2 separate regions of the Mus musculus genome follow, and region 1 is linked to region 2. The links are chromatin contacts, called in public Hi-C maps. All regions are on one chromosome and are shown on one strand. Each heading gives the region's core, a stretch centred on a gene start, on an enhancer-like site or on the middle of the called end of the contact. The rest is flanking DNA. Distances are from core to core; before and after follow the strand shown.

What was found. Hi-C and Micro-C count contacts between places; a contact is called where the count stands out from the background.
Region 1: a Hi-C map of adipose-derived mesenchymal stem cells shows a contact between it and region 2, with 1.9 times the contacts expected there. The contact joins the promoter of Sgcd here to the enhancer-like site in region 2. A contact is called at or near these places in 2 of 484 Hi-C or Micro-C datasets (the C2C12 cell line and adipose-derived mesenchymal stem cells) and 1 of 115 datasets of contacts at active chromatin or transcription factors (embryonic fibroblasts).

Annotation. Positions count from the first base shown.
Region 1 is chr11:47,376,147-47,382,021 of GRCm38.p6, forward strand. It overlaps Sgcd (sarcoglycan, delta (dystrophin-associated glycoprotein)), which reads right to left and starts at 3,179. Exons shown (of 8, transcript NM_011891.5): 1 at 3,108-3,179.
Region 2 is chr11:47,137,228-47,142,757 of GRCm38.p6, forward strand. All of the region lies in intron 3 of Sgcd (sarcoglycan, delta (dystrophin-associated glycoprotein)), which reads right to left. Among named protein-coding and RNA genes, the nearest start is that of Sgcd, 240 kb to the right of the region's middle. Within about 2 kb of position 2,149, at least 5 of the 459 cell types and tissues checked have an H3K27ac peak or open chromatin away from gene starts, as enhancers often do. A contact at or near this core is called in adipose-derived mesenchymal stem cells, where this site is marked.

The sequences.
Region 1 (5,875 bases), core at 1,929-4,428, 240 kb after region 2:
GATTCTCAAGCTTAGATTAGCAAAGATCCCATTGGAACTCCTTCTCCTAGTTCAAAAATCTCTAGGTCTCAGTCTGTGAGTTAAACTTGCCTATGCACTCGCCCTTTGAGTGATAAAACCCCACTTTCTGGGCCTCCAACAGCAGATTGACTAATGTCATGGCAGTTCTTGGCTTTTAGAGTGTTATTAGATAATGTGTATAATAAATCTATCAACTATCTGTCTGTCATCCATCACCTACCTATCCATCATTGGATCTGTCACCAATTAGCTATCAATTCTAACTATGTATCTCCTTAACTATTCCTTCTATGTATCTATCATCCATCTTTTCTACCATCTACTTATCTCTCTCCAAATCTCTGTCTCTGTAACTAGCTACCAATCTATTTATCTATTATCTCTCTGCCCTCCCTCTTGTCTGTCTGTTGATTATCTATGTATTTTATCTTCTTACCTAGCCTATCTATTTATCTTCTATTTATTTTATCATTATCATGAATTTAGTCTACCAATCATTTATCTCCTTTCTCTATCTCTGTGTCTTTCTGGACCAATATATATACTATCACTTCTCTCTGCGATATCTATCTATCTATCTATCTTCTAACCTAATTTCTATTCTTTCTCTCTCCACATCACACTTTGTGTCTTTGTCTCTGTCACCTGTCTTCTAGCTACCCTTTATATCTCTGCATCTATCACAATCTTCTCTCAGTCCTATATCTCTGAAGAAAAAAAAGAACATTTATTTTTGCTCTAAAAAAGCTCATATAGCATCATCTTCTTTTTCAAAACTTTGTTTTAATAAAGTAGGTCTAGCAGAGCCTGGAATAGCTACATTCCAGTAGTGACTTGTTCATGTCCACCTGGTCCCTTCACTCAGTGTTCCTGCAGGAATAGCTCTGCAAGGAATACAGGCTAAAATAAGGCCCCAGAAGCCTCTTCTCTCCTGCTTCGGAAATCTGAGCCCTCTGGGTAATGCTATTCTTACAAAATGGGCTTTCTGATTACTTCCAGAAGGCATTGCAGGGTAGGCTGACCATAATGTTTCTCCTTGTGAGGAAGGTAAAACAGCCTCCTGCACTGAGGCTGTGAGTTACCTTCATGGGAAGGCCAGCAGAGCAGTGTCTGGTAGATTCTATTAAGTGTGCTAATTTCCTAGGCAGAGATCTCCCTCTGTGCCCCATGTTAATTTTGCCCAGCTCTGTCCTTACTGGGTCCACCTCTGTATCAGATTTCTTTTTCTCTGCCTCTTTCTTCCCCGGACTCCTCCTTTCAAATTACAAGAGAGTTTGAGATTCTCTCTTGAAAAGAGAAACTACAGTTTCTTCCCAGTTTGGGCACTGCTCCGCACGAGCACAATCCTGCAACCCAGAGTTGCTATGTCACGCCTCTTTCTGCAGAAAGCTTGACACGTACTAAATTTAGAGGGGGATGACATTCTAGATCACTCTGTCTCTGTTACTGGCAGTGGGTGCCTGGCTATGGTTCAGCTTAGTTACTAATCTGCCCGGGCACCAGAAAAGAGAGCCATGGTCCAGCTTGACTTCTAACTGCCCTCCCTCGCCTGTAGGGAGTCCTGAAATTCTTTAAGCTGCCCCACCCTGCCCCACCCTACCCAACTCTACCCCTCCTGAAACAAGGATGAAGTTTATAAGGAAAACATGTGTGAGCCACAGCTCAAGACTGAGAAAGCCAGCTGTCAGTCATAGAACCGATTCCATCCTCCAAAAACAAAACTATGAGCAAAGTACCAGCTGCTAGTCTGAAAAGTCTATCCCCAGCATGGACTTCTGCTTTACTCCTCTTAGGTCCAGGATTGGAGAAAGTGAGACATCTCAACATCTACCCCTCTCCATTCAGTACTAACAATAGCCTCTTGGACCCGGACTTAAACTCACCCCGTCTTCTAAGAGAAGCAACCATAAGGTCTAGTGGCTCTGTGCTAATGACCTAGTATTCAAGGACTTTCCTCTGTTTTCCCTAGGCAGGCTCTTGCCCAAGTCTCCTCTGGACTTGCTATGGACTGATCACCAAGTTAGCCCTAAAACTGGATGGATGAGCTTTAGTCCAAACTTGTCTGAGCTGAGCTAAGCTCTTAAAGATAGTAACACTGCATGGCTTGTCTTCTAAATACATACACAGAAAGGAGCAATGTAGTAGTCCCAGGAAGGCTATTTATTATATGTATTACAATATAGTGTATATGTATTACAATATAGTGTACATATATGAGAAAGAACAAAAATTGAAGAGGAAAGGCAAGATTCTCTTCTGCTAAAAACTAGTCAACATTTTTAATGCACTGGTTTTAGGGAAAAATAAAACGGAGCAATCGATAGAACATTCACACTATTTGCCTCTATTCTTAACAATGATTTTTCAAAAATAAATGACTGTTTTATGCTATTGCTCTATTATCTGTTATAAAATATAGAAACATTTACTAAACTACAGGTTATTTCTTCCACCAAGTAAAAGGCAGAATAACAATCCAGCATATTTCTACACAAATATATTACTGCTACTCAAACCTCACATAAGAAAGTCAAAGACACATTCGAAAATTAAACACCAGGAAGCCTTACACACATCTGTTCCTACAAAAAAAAAAAAAAAAAAAAGTGTATTCCAAAATAAAAACTTCCAACTCTGATTCCCTCCAAAAGCAGAGAACGGTTTCCTGCTTGGAACACCCCCTTTAAAAATCCCTGAAGCATTCAAAACCGGAATGTCTTCATGGGAGATTATCTTTGCAGTCAAACGAGTGTCCCGTGAAGCAGAAAGGGAAACTTCCAGAGCGCTGGAAGAGGGTGTCAACACAGGAATCCACACACTTTTCCTTCCCCAGTGCTGTTAGCTGTGCAGTGCTAACTTTCAAAAGTGCCTGGGTGCTGTTGAAACTCAGATCTTAAGGGCCCTTTGCGGGCAGACAAAGCTTAGAAGCACCCAGTCCCTCTGCCCAGGTGATGAGCTGAAATGTGTTCATTCACACGTACACACGCGGCCTCTCCCCACCCCTGAATCCCCCAGTGTTGGTGAACGAACAGCAGACAGGGCTCAGGAAGCTAGGCTGGTAAGGCAAGAGCTGCACGGTCCCCTACCTCTCTTGTCTGTTTCACAGAGTGGCGGATGAGAGTCCCCCGTGGTCCCGGGGAAAGCTGAGAGGCTCTGATGGAGGCGGCCACTCAGCCCGCCCCCGTGAGCAGGCCCTGCCTGCGCTCAGGAGCTGCCCCAGTCAGATTTTCCAGCCGCACAACTGCAGCCAAGTCCCTGCCCATGCCTGAAGAATTTCCTGAACAGCATTCCCGCTCTCTCACTGCCTGCTTTGAAACCCTACTCTGCCTCTACTTCGATCCGGTTTTGTCAAGCTGACTCCCAGCTACTGGGCTGTCTCCAGATATCAATGGGAAACACGTGTGTCAAACACAGCCTAGCTTTCCTTGCAAGAGCGCTCATGGCGTCTGTCGGCTGGGTTCACACTCACAGAAAGAAGGCTGCTTCTAGAAACTGGATTTCCCAGACATTCTGTACACAAACTTTGCTCTGGGTACTAGATGCAGTAGACATGCCATCCCTCCCTCCCCCGACCCCCAGTTCAACATTGTCTCTTTGTACCTTGCCTGTTCCACGTGGATTGTGGAATTCCCCCACTGCCTGGGGTAAGCCCCCTGTGTTTCCCTCTTCCAGACCTTAATAACAAACCGACTGCAGCGAAGAGATATAAATTCTAACTCCATCTTCCTCTCTGGCCCTTCCTAAGTTTTTGCTTAAAATTTCAGTTGCTGGGGAAGCAATATTTTTAGCATTTCCAGTTCCGTCCTCCCAAGTTGTCTCCTCCACCTGATTCCTGCTGCATCTATCTCTGCAGCAACTAAAAATAATGCAATTATTTTCCTCAGACACTTCTGATACTTTTTGCTCTAAAGCTGTGCAGGTAACATGGTACTGGCTGTAACGTTTTACATGCTGTGACAACTCTGTTAAAGTGACAGGAAAAGAAAAGAACCTGGGACCAGAATGCATACTACATCTGTGAAGCTGTAATTTTCTCTTTCCTGGGTGGCATTCCCTCAAGATGTTGTGGGTACCTCCTGCTGGGTTTTGTGGTCTACCTTTGACATTTTCTCTTTCCTATCATAAAAAAAGGAGACAAATCTCAAAACACATGTGCTTCCAAAGGGAAGCTACCTATATCTGGTAAGCCAAAGCAACGTTTTCAACTTAATGTTCCAGAAAACAGGTTAAAGAGAAACATTTGGTGTATGAGTTTTGTTGTTTTGTTTTGTGTTAACATTTAAATCACACACATCAACATTTTTCTCTTTCTTTCCTCCTTCTTTTCCTCCCTCTTTGTTTGTTTGTTTGTTTGTTTCTGTCTTCCCATTTTCTTACCAGATTTAAAAACTATTTATATGTTCTTGAGTGGGCTGCTGTAGATCTTAGAACTCACTGGCGTTCAGGGTTTGGCATCAGATTGTGTTGAATCTTCTCAGCATAATTAAGTTTTTGCCTTGGGAAGCATGGTGGGCATTCCTGCAAGCATGCATGCCAGTGTGTGTGTGTATTCAGGCACATGTGGTGAGACACACCCATACATCTGAGGTCATGGTATAATAATTATAGAGCCAGAGAACTTAGAGACTGTTCAATACAAATAGTTTCCAACCTTCATCTTACACAGAGAAACCCAGGCCTAGGGAGATGAGATGATTCATCCGGAGTTGCGAAGACAGTTATTGCCAGAGCTGATGCTGGCAAAGGCACCCTGTGTCCCTGTCATGTGTGCTCTTTCTACTGTTGTGTATTCTGGGAAGGTTATACCACCCAGCTTTCAGGTGAGCAGCCTTCAATCAATTCTGAGTATAACTGTTTCTCTCCTCTAACTAGCGGTCCCAGCTGTAGGTTCTAGTCAATTTGTTTAAATACTTTGGGCCTTGGTTTTTGTCAATGGTGAATTAAAATTAATAATTCTACCTTATAGGAGTAGTTACCCATTTATTGAGGAAAATCCAGGTGACTGACACATTTACAACAGTGCTATAAATCACTTAAGTTTCTTTGTTGTTTTGGTGGAGTAAAACCTAGACCCCCCCCTTCTTCTTTTTTTTTAAATCTGAATTCTGTCGCTATTTTCTGCTGTCTCAAGAGGGCATATCAACTCAAGCACAGGAAACTGCCCCGATGTTTAAGTTGGAACAATAAGCCAGCCATGCAGCTACTCTTCATTCATTACCAGAGCACGGGAGTCTTTCCTCCAGGTTAACCCGTAGGAAAGGCACAGTGAGAATCAAATCCATAGTGAGTCCTGGGAGGCTGAACCAAGAGCTGTCCAGAGACTTCGACTTCAGCACGAAGCTCAGAACAATAGTTCACAGTTGCAATGCCCACATTCAGAAACAGCTCCATCCCCAAGGGCCAGCAGCAAGGTGAAATCCCCACATGGAGAGAGAAACCATTCAGAGGAAACAGCTGCTACAAATCCTAAAGAATTGGATGTTTATTTGTGGATTTCTTTCTACTGCCTTTGTCTTAGTGGTGACGGCGCGCGCCCAGTGCTTAATTAAGCTGTGTGCCGCTTCCTCCAGCAGAATGAAAGATGGAGTTTAAACAGTTCTTAATGTTGAGTGGTTTACCAATGTTTAAGTTATTAAAGACAGGGCAACCCACTGGGAAAACAGGCTCACAGTTTTAGGTTCTTAATTTTTATATGATGAGTGTTGTGTAAAATAACTGGGGGGGGGGGTGTGTGGCTAGTGTAGCACCCAGTAAATGTTTAAATTACCTAATTGCAGCTAGTGTTTAATACTCCAGGGTTCCCTTCGCAAAGGATGGTAGAACTCATTCCTCAGTCTCCTTCTCTTGAGTAGTT
Region 2 (5,530 bases), core at 899-3,398:
AACCACTGGCACACTTCGTGAAGGCTCTCTGAACTGTGTGTGAAGTTCAGAGGAAAAGAAGCAGCTGCTCTCATACTGGGGAGATTCCTCCCAAGGAAAGTCAGGATGTCTTTTTGATTTTTCTTCCTCACACAAAGGCAAGAGGAATCACAGCTGCTTCTGTCTAATGCTAAGTAGGTGTCATGGGATGCTGGCTTCTTGGAACAAAGGTAGAGTGTTATATTCAGGGTGGGACAGATTTGGACTTTAATCATGTCTCCATTCTTCAATAACTATGTGGCTCTGGGTCAAGTACTTCTTTTTGGGCCTCAGCTTCTGTATGTATGAAGTAAGTTTCAAGGCTATGGAATACAGTGAAAGAAACAAAATATGTATAAAACCATTCTGGCACAGTAAAGAAGACAATAGAAAAATACCTTAGAAGAACACCTTGGAGCAGTGGTTCTTAACATTTCTAATGCCATGACCTTTTAATGCAGTTTCTTATGTTGTGGTGACACACAACCATAACATTCTTTCATTCTTACTTCATAACTTTAATTTTGCTACTATTATGAATCGTAATGTAAATATCTGTTATAAAGGATATCCAATATGTGATCATCAAGGGCATCTTCAGCCGCAGGCTGAGAACAACTGCCTTAGAGAAACTGCTGATTCGAACACAGAAGCAAGGAATCTAAAAGCTGAGCCTAGAGCAATACTCATGCCTGAAGGGATATCTTCAAAAACACTATCAAAACCCAAAACACCTTCATAATGGGAGCCTGTCAAAGGGACATGGGGGCACTGAAAAGCACTGACCAAATTAAAACAACACAAGAAATAAAATAAGGTCATACTGGATTATAAACCTGAATGTAGAATAAATATTCATGCTCCTATATAACTATACACAACTGAATGGGTAAGTAAATTGTGAAGAGTGAATTGCAGATAATTTACATAGATGAAACATATTCTTAAAACAGACAGAATTTAATGATTTCTTCGGAGCCAAGAAGACTGATAAACAGGCTGACAGCCAAGTGACCAAGGTCAAGAACATCAACAGCACTAAATCATATTGATAGCAGGTGTCATGGATATACTGTAAGAAAAACAGCATACAAACTCAACAGTGGTACTTTTGCTCGATCCATGACTTCCTCTACTCAGAAGGCAAGTCTCAGTTAAAGCCCATCTCAGAAAATGTCTGACTGGTACTTCTCACAATTCTCAAGGTCACCAAAACAAAATGTCCAAGAAACTGCCAACAACTAGAAAGAGACATGGGAGATGTGGGAACCAGATGCATCAGGATGTTCTTGATGAGATCCTGAAGAGGGATGAGGGACACTGGCCAAGAATTAAGCTGAAGAAAGGAGGGTTTCTAATTAACAACAACCTATCAGCACTGGTTTGGTAATTGTCGCAAGATGTTTTTATTGCTATCAGGTGTGAGTAAAATAGTCTGGCTGTGGAGTAGATAGGAACAGTGAACACTCTTCAGGGCTTTTCTGCAAATGAAGCTAAAAGCAAGTGGGTCTTATATGATTGGCAAGTCCTAACTTCTAGGATTTCTGAAGAGTCCTTGCAGAGACATCTGTCCCTATGCAGGTAAGCACAGTATTATGCTAAAGACAAGTGATTCCATTCTTTGCTTGATTTGTGTTAGAAAATTTCCCTTTACCCAACTTTTTCATAGTATTAGATATACTAGAATTATCTCTGGGAACTCTTATAATTGGTCCCTCATCTGAGCTCCTTTATGGATAATTATTCTTCCCTGGTCAGTTAACAAGAAATCAGGGAGGTCAGAAACTATTGGCTCCTTTGCAGTAGCTATCATTCCATATAGTCTCATAATTAACACTGAAACAATTCAAAATCTTGTTATGTCCTAGAAAAGAAAACAGTACGGTTGCAAACTAGACTCGTCATTGGCTCTTTTCTAAGTGGTTATAAGTAAGTTTTTCTTCTGTATGTCCCAAATGTTTGTGACATCATCATTCTTCAGGAGATACTTTATGGAGATATCACTTAAAAAGCAAATATTTAAAAACAACACTTTCAATTTTGCCCAGGGTATTTTTTATAACTATGCTTAGACAGATTGGTATTGTTTTGCAATGTCTTTCTGGTATTGAATAATGAAGCTATCCTCTGACTCATTTGCTCAAAATAAGCTGGGAAACAGTCAAGTTATCCCAGCCCAGCTCTCTAGTTCAGCTCCTCTGCTATGTGCCCAAATTTGGGTGCATATTAGTTTCTATCATCACTTGCTGCTGACGAACTGTTCTGTTTCAAGAATTCCTTCCAGGCATCATGGCCACATGTCAATGTAACATGGAGACAGCCAGTTCTTCTGGTACCCTGTAAATCCCTGGCATCCATTAGGCTTTCAATAAATGTTTGTTGAATACCTGAATGTGCAAACCAAACTAAGAGTCAACAGAGAGAAACTGTTGTCAATAAATGAAGCAATCAACAGAAGTCTAACAGTAACTGGGTTTTACAAGGCAAGCCATTAAGCACTGAGTAATAAGATTGTTTGAAAATGGGAACATGAGCAATGGGGAGGTAGTAGCATTATAGACATTTATTTAACAAATATTTGTCCACCACCTAATTCATTGCAAGGAACTGTAGGGCTACAAATGATATTTGAGCTGCCTACATTCTGGGTATCCAGAAGCCACAGCACAAATCTTTACCCCAGAGTCTTGATAAGATAAAGATAAAAGAATTCCTGAAAACTCAGGAATATGAAGCACATATGCAATATGTGGTGTCAAGTGACTCATCTTTCCGCCGCTCTGTGTCAATAAATTCTACTAATATCCTCACAGCAACTTTGAGGTTCAAAGTGCTATGCCAAGTGCTAAGCAGGTGGCCTTTGATCCTTGGGAGCTCACAAGTCTACTGGGAGAGGGTAAGTACTAAACTTAGATCTCCATAAATAATAATGCATTTGTAACTTCAGTGTGTGACATGAATGGAGAACTCAGAGGAGATATTGAATTGAGGGCTCATGGAGAGACACAGCTTTACTCAGGCTTTTAGGGGAGGCCTTTTCCTCCATTATTTTTACATACAGAGTATTGTGCGTGTTTCACAAAGACTGTTATTTCAAGTATATCTAATGCTCTGACTATACTCACCCTTTTCTTTAGATTCCTTCCTCTCCCCTGTCCCCAATTGCTAGTCTCTCTTCTATTCTCCTTTGTGATTATATTTGTATGTACACACACACACACATACACACACACACACACACACACACACACACACACACACACACGGTTTTATATAACTATACAAACTTTAACGTTCCAGGAGTGAAAGGAAATATGATTCTCTGGGATTAGACTTCTTTTGTATATTATGATGTTTTCCAGTTGCATTTATTTTCTAGCAAGTGACAGAATTTTTTTTTAATGGCAGAATTGTGCAAGATGCCACATTTTCTTGATCTATTCATCTGTTGATGGGTACCTTCCTAGGATGATCCCATATCTTGGCTACTGTGAACATTGTAGCAATGAATGGATAGATGAGTACTTCTGTGGCCCTTGACCTGTATACCCAATACTGGGATAGTTATATCATTGTAAAACAGGTCTTTTTCAAGAACCTCTATATTTCTTTTCTTTACTTCTTTTTAATTTTTAAGATTAGCAACAGTGTACATGGAATTTTAAAGCAAAGTATGTTTTAGTAGGTTCTCCTGAACCTCTCTTTCCCATCCACTTTGCCCTCAAGGAAAATGCTATCAGTCACCATACTGATTTTCATAGTACCTAGACCAATTTACATTCCAGTTAGTAATATTTAAGAGCACACCTTCTCCTGTATCTTTCCCACGATTTGTTTTTTATTTGTGCAATGCATGAGGTGAAAAGAAATCAATGTAGTTTTAATTTGCATTTTTTTGATTGTTAAAAATACTGAATATTTTTTATTTTGCATACTTATTGCCCATCGACACTTCATCTTTTGAGAATGGCCCATTCATTTTATTATCTCATTTATTGACTGCATTGATTACTATCTTCGTGGTGTTTTAATTACTTTCCTATTGCTGTAACAAAACTCTATAACCAAAGCAACTCATTAACAAGTTATTTAATTGGGCTTATAGTCTCAGAGGTTTAGAGTTCATGGTAGTAGATCAAAGGAACTGCCAAGTGCTCACATCTTGATCTACAACCAGGTTTCAGACAGGCATACTGGGAATGCTGTGCATCTTTTGAAACCAGAAGGTTGGCTCCAGGTAACACATTTCCTTCAAGAAGGCCATACCTTCTAATCCTTCCTGAACAGTTCCACCCACTAGGAACTAAGTTATTTAAGTATATGAGTCTATGGAGGCCATTCTCATTCAAATCAGTAAAAGTGTTTTCCTTTACAGCTCTTTACATATTTTATATATTGATCCTTTGTCAGATGTATAGCCAGTAAGATTTCATCTGCAGGCTTCCTCTTCAATTGATGTGTTTCCTGTGTTATGCGGAACAGATATTTTGAAATCTTGGTATTATTCCTTGAGTTTCTGGAGTCCTTTCTGGCAAGTTTTTTTTTCTATGCCTTTATTTTGGAGTGTATTTCCTGTATTTTTTTCTAAGTTTCAAAGTTTCAGTTCTTACATAAAGGCCTAGGATCAGTTTTGAAATTCTTTCTGTATGGGATGAGGAATAAGGGTCTTGCTTCATGCTTCTATAGAGAACCACCAAGCTTTACTATCTCAATACTATTGGTGAAGACACTGTGCTTTCTCCCTTGTGTATTTTTGATGGTTCTGAAAAATACTGTCAGGGCTTTAGCTCTGTGGAGTTAATTCTGCATTTTCCATTTTATCCCAATCATCTATGTGTCTTTTGTGTGTGTGTGCCAGTAACATGATTTGTTGTTGTTGTTGTTACTATGGCTTGTAGTATGAGTTAAAATCAAAATTGGTTGGCTTTCCAAATAATTTTCTGTATTTCCTGTTATAGGGAAAGAAATTTGGGGATTTCTTTTTGTATTTATGTAAAGAGTGTCATTGGAATTTTGAAGAGGATTACACTAAATCTGCAGAACACTTTTCATAACATAGCCATCTTCACTATAGTAATCTGTCTAATCAATGAATATGAAAGGATATTCTGTTTTCTAATAACTTGAAAATTTTTTCCTTTTTTTTAATAAATTTTCTTAAGAGGTCTTTCATTTTTTTCATCAAGGTTTATTCATAAGATTTTAAAAAGCTATTGTGAACAATCTATCTATCTATCTATCTATCTATCTATCTATCTATCTATCTATCTATGTTTCTATTTAAAGCTTGTTCACTTTGGAAATATAACAAGAGATCTGCAATTTTATATACTGGTTTTGTATTCTACTACTTTGCTAAATGGTGTTGACCTGTTCTTAGGGTTTTCTGGTGGGGGTTTTAGGATTCCTCATGTACAGGACGATATTAAGGGCAAACAGGAGTAATCTGACTTCTTTGTAGGAAAGACCTCTTTGAAGAAGAGAATTTCTGCCATTTAAGTGATGAGTGTGC